2 separate regions of the Triticum aestivum genome follow, and region 1 is linked to region 2. A link is a contact called in public Hi-C data. All regions are on one chromosome and are shown on one strand. The core of a region is the stretch at or near the end of the contact, and the rest is flanking DNA. Distances in the headings are between cores, read along the strand shown. Region 1 holds the start of LOC123165077 (probable gamma-aminobutyrate transaminase 3, mitochondrial). Region 2 holds the start of LOC123166542 (RNA-binding KH domain-containing protein RCF3-like).

What was found. Hi-C and Micro-C count contacts between places; a contact is called where the count stands out from the background.
Region 1: a Hi-C map of leaf shows a contact between it and region 2, with 2.8 times the contacts expected there. The contact joins the promoter of LOC123165077 here to the promoter of LOC123166542 in region 2. A contact is called at or near these places in 2 of 5 Hi-C or Micro-C datasets (both in leaf).

What each region holds. Positions count from the first base shown.
Region 1 is chr7D:439,464,015-439,466,714 of IWGSC CS RefSeq v2.1, forward strand. It overlaps LOC123165077 (probable gamma-aminobutyrate transaminase 3, mitochondrial), which reads left to right and starts at 1,255. Exons shown (of 19, transcript XM_044582704.1): 1 at 1,255-1,362; 2 at 1,730-1,857; 3 at 1,986-2,070; 4 at 2,158-2,230. The coding sequence starts at 1,327.
Region 2 is chr7D:438,974,531-438,977,299 of IWGSC CS RefSeq v2.1, forward strand. It overlaps LOC123166542 (RNA-binding KH domain-containing protein RCF3-like), which reads right to left and starts at 1,333. Exons shown (of 8, transcript NM_001426797.1): 1 at 390-1,333. The coding sequence starts at 1,139.

The sequences.
Region 1 (2,700 bases), core at 5-2,504, 490 kb after region 2:
ACATTAGAAAAGCTCTAGCAAACGAACTACACGATCTTGTGCTATGCTTAGGATTGGGTCTTGTCCATCACATCTGATGTCCATGGTCAGGAAACCACAACCATCTATTGATCAACGAGCTAGTCAACTAGAGCTCACTAGGAACATATTGTGGTCTATGTATTCACACATGTATTACGGTTTCCGGTTAATACAATTATAGCATGAACAATAAACAATTATCATGAACAAGGAAATATAATAATAACCATTTTATTATTGCCTCTAGGGCATATTTCCAACACTTATCCTCCTTCCCACCCTCGCAGCGTGGCCTCGGTGCTCACACAATAACAATGCTTTTGAATGTTGTCAGTCCTAGGGCCTCTCTCTCTCTCTCGGCATAAGATGAGAAATTTATTATTTTTCCCTGTGAAGATTTGGCGAGGCATGCATCCGAGGTTATAAATGGTTTATTTCGTCTCCAATCTTATTTTTGTTGAGGTGTTCATTTCCAATCCCGATCGGCACCAGCATGAAAGTAAGACAAATCATGCGCTACTGATTAAGGTTGCACCCTAAATAACATTTAAAAATGGTTAACAGGTAAAATAACATCATATTTAGATTCTAAATATTTTTCTTATCAAATTTCGTATATAACATGTTAAATTCGGACTTAGGGTTTAAAAGATATTGATATTTTTTTAAATCATTTGATATATACTACGGGTTGGTTAACCCAAACATCAGGGGGTTTCCTGCAAAAACAAAAATTTGACTTAAAACTGGCCCGCTAGTTGATTACCAAAAACACCCCCAAAAACACCACTGGGTTTCCAATAAAAATAAATTCTGATTAAATATGGACTGCGAGTTGATTACCAGCAACATCAGGGGCCTATTCCCTTTAGGAGTATACAGAGGTATAGATTAGATAGAAGCAAATTTCTGCTCCATGGGAAGCAAACTGGAATTCTAAATGGAAGCATTTCATAAGGAGGCAAGTACACAGAGGGGGAGTTAATTAGTCTCCATAGCAACCGAAATTTGTTTCCTACAAATCTGGAAGAATCAAAGCAGGGGTAGTGAGTGAATCCCACGTAGTAATTGATTTTAGTATTGGTAACTCCCCACTGATGGTGCATGCTGGCCACTATCCTGATCTCACGATTGTGTGGGCTTTGATCCAACGGCCATCTACCGGTCTGACGGGATGGCCCTCCGTCCCGTTCCGTTTCCACCGGGCCTATAAATTCCATTATCTCCCTGACATCCTTTTGTCACTCCCCTTGTCGCTTCCTTCCAAGGTTACAGGTGAGTGAAGGTGGACGGAAACCAGGGGAGATGATGATTGCCCGCGGCTGCCTCCTCAGATCCAAGGTGATCGCGATTCCCCTTCATTCTGTTATCGATTTGCCTATCGAGACTGTTGATGTGGGGAGAAAGAGGTACTTCCTCATGTTCTCATCATCCAGAAACGCCAGAGGTGTTCCTTATTTGTCCGAGGCGTAAGTGGCGCGGTAGATTACGATCGATTCAAGATGTTCCTTTTCGCTTGATCGATTCAAGATGTTCCTCTTTGTCCGATCGGTTCTGGAGCGACAGCGATAGAGCAGTTCCTGGGGATCTGTTTCTGTTCGTCAGTTCCCAAGCTTTTACACTAGAACGTGTGTAAAAAAATTCAACAGGGGAAAGTTAACATGTCTGATCTTTTATTTTGTTTTTCTTCTTCCCTCTCACCGCACAGGCTGAGAGCTTAGTGAAACATGTAGCCAGCGGTGGAAGCTGGCATGGGTTGCATAGTTTTTCAGAGGCATCAGCCAGGGGTTTCAGCTCTGAGCCGTCTCTTCAGGCCGACTCGACGGAAGAAATCGGGTAGGTAAAATCTCCATGAGCAGAAATGTCAGTGCGCCACACTCTGTTGCGCGCTAGGATGCTTGCAAGCTTCACATGGATTATATCTACGGTGTATATTTTCTACTGATGCTGCAACGTTTTACCAGGTTCAAGGGGCATGGCATGCTGGCTCCATTCACAGCTGGATGGCAGAGCACCGATGTGCATCCCCTGGTTATTGATAGATCTGAGGTTCTGGGGCTTAATGCTCACTTGTCCATAAATTGCAGTGATTTTAACTTGAAAGTTCTATCTTACACTCTGCAACTCATATTACAGGGTGCATATGTCTATGATATCAATGGGAAAAAGTATATAGATGCTCTTGCAGGACTCTGGTGTACAGCTCTAGGTATGTGCATTTCATGATCCATGGAGCCATATTTTACTACATACTGGAAAATTGTAGCATTATTTTACTTAGAATGCTAGTTGTATCACATATTTTTATTTCTCCATGGCCCTGTATGGGTAGTCAAACTCAAATTTTATGTTCACTTGTAATTTCAGTTCTAAGAGCTTTTACATGGATTTAAGTTGTTCCCAGATAATGTAGGGAAGTGCACTGCACACTTTTGGGTTAGCAAGAGTAAACAAAGTTTTGCGCAAAACTAAATCACTTGATACATTTTTGCTCGGGAAAAACTTACCACTGACTGATTGCACTTAATAAAAGTGCTGGCTATTCCTAATTCAAATGAGTGTCAAGATGAGCAAGAAATTGTCTACTTTCATGTTCTGTTAACATTTTGATTTTATATCTAGATGCTATCACTACACTCTTTTCCCATTTTTTTAATATGCTTGGAAGAATAAAAAACA
Region 2 (2,769 bases), core at 83-2,582:
CAGCCTCAAGTCCTTGAAAACATGGATGCAGAAATTTGTGCACTGGCTTACTTCCCACGCCTCCTCACATAGAACCAATACTTTTCAATGGAAGGGCAACCATGGCACTACGAGCCACATAAAAATGTCATCATGGAAACCAAATCTCAAGGTACACAGCATGAGGCATTACCCACTAACTTAAGTAGTTGAACATTCATATGTTTGATTTGTCTTCGGTCCAAGTCTTCTCCAACACTTAACATAATTGTTAACCCACATTTGTTTCATTTTTTTAGTTCAGCTAATAGTTTCAAACAATGCTATATCCAATCAAAACACCAACTGTCAATGCTCTCTTATCAGAAGAAGAATTGAAATATTTTACAACATTGTAGCAGGCACCATACCTGCACAACCTCCTCCGACAACGATACACATCGAGGCATGTTCTGCTCGCGAGGCAGGATCCTGATGTGCGTCTTGGTCTCGGACCTCATCTGCTCGATGATCTTGCCACCCTTGCCAAGCAGGCACCCCACATGCTGCCGTGGCACGATGAGCCGGGTGGTCACCTTACCCCGGTCCCGGGCGTCCTTGCCCCTGGGCCCGTACTCGCCGTCCTCATCCCCGTCGTCAGGCTGCGTCTCCAGGATCCGCCGGTGCACCATGAGGAGCGCCTCCTGCGCCGGCGAGAACATCGGCGGGCGGCCATCCGCCTCGCGTGGGACGCCGTCAGCCGTCTCAATGACGCGGACAGGGTCCCCGGGGAAGGGCGGGTGGATAGTGATGATCGCGCCGCTGTCATCCTGGGCGTTGTTAATGAAGCTGGCGGGGAAGCCGTAGGTCTTGGACTCGGGGCACAGGATGCGGAAGGAGGTGGTCTGGCCGGGACCCCCGCCCCCCGCCGCCGCGGAGGAAGCGGGCGGCGGCGGGGGAGGGAGAGGGGGCGGTGCGGCGTCAGGGGGGAGGAAGCCGCCGCGGCGGTCGGGAGCGCCGCCGCCGCCGCCGCCGCCGCCTCCGGGGGGGCCGCGGCGGTGGTAGTTGGAGTTAGTGTTCGGGCCGCCGCCCCCGCCGCGGCGGTCGAAGCGGGGCTTGGAGCGGGGCGGCGGCGAGTCCTGGTCGTAGTGGTACCCGCGCTTCGAGCGGGAGCGATCCATTGCTGGGATTCCGGAGCTTCGCGTTCGTTTTTCTGTTCTCGTTCGATTTGATTTGAATCCCGTTGGATCGACGCGATGCGATGCGATTCGGATTTAGGGTTTAGAGAGGTTGGGGAACGGGAGGGGGGTTGGCTGACAGGGAACGCGCCATGGGAGGCAGTCAGGCAGAGGATGGGAGCGGTGCGCGGTCGGATCCAGACATCCGGATTCCCCACGCAAGCTCACTATACTATATAAATTTAGTGCTATTTTTATTTTATTTAAAAAACTTTAATCTATTCAACAATCAACTTAGTATAGCATATAGTAGATCACTAAATGAAAAGTTTTACAGGATGTGGACCGTGGCTTACATTTTCAATATTGATGGTAGTTTGTGTTATTACGACTAACTACCTAAATTGTCATGTGTTGCTATGGAGTAAAAAAAATATAAATCATCCAAATGTGTGTTATATGTTATTTATGATGACATGTGTTTCCAATTTGTATGGCAATAACATTGATTCTCTCCTACTTCTTTAATGCTTGAAAATCATCATGTCTCCTTACTCATATTCTTTCCCTGCGAAAAGACAAAGCAATATCTTTCGCTTGCCCCCTCTTAACCCTCAGACTGTCATTGCCTTTACCCCTTGCTCTGGCACTATCGTCGCTTCAAAGTCTATCATCTTGCGAGAGATTATAGTGTGTGTGTCTCTGATTAATAAATGAGATGCTTCTAACTAATCACGAGAGGTAATGGCATATTGAATAAGAGCAAATCGATGCAAAAAGGTTGACAATGTTGGCTAGTGATTGGTTAACAATTTTCTTCCTGACCTGAAAAGAATGTCAAGATTGCCAAATATTGGTAATACAAAATGTTGGCATCAAATCAATTAAGCTCCCAGTGACAATGCATGTCTCTTCAACGGCGACAAAGACAACACTTTTATGCTCGTAAGAAATGTAAAGAAAACAAGGAATATATCTGAGAAAATCAAACAGAAGCAAGTCATGGTTAACTAAAAAAACCCTTTCCTTAAACTTCTATGTGTTATTATGCTATTCACACAAGCTGACTCGCAGTGTATAAATCTAACTGCAGCACATGGTTAATATGACTCACAATCACGACCACTTACTTAGTCCAAGTCCCTTCACAAGACATCTCACACGCTAATTCACCTTGCGAGCAATTGTCCTCAACTTGGCTCTAGCTAATCGGGGCGAACCTCGAGCATTCCCCTTGGCTCCTTAGGTTGGCACACAATTAAATCGCAAATTGCGTTGTTATCTACACCAAAATCACTTAAGGAGGAAGGTGCCTTTTCAACAGGGGCCACAAGGGCCTAACTGCGGGATCACGCTCTAGAGTCCTATGGTGGTGAACCCGGGGGCTGCGACACCGACGATGATCTTTGGAGAGGAAGTGGAAAGACGGCTCCGAGCGCATCCCCTTCAATGTCCTATCTTATTCATCGTCGTCGTTGCGCCCTTCCCGCCGGTCACGCGACGGGATGCCAGGATCTGGAGGCGGTGACCCTGGGCAGGGGGCTCCACGAGGAAGAAGGCATCTGCGATGACGAATTCAGAAGTTGAGGTCTGCCCTAGGCAGTGGCGGTTCTCGATGCCAAAGGCGTCGTAA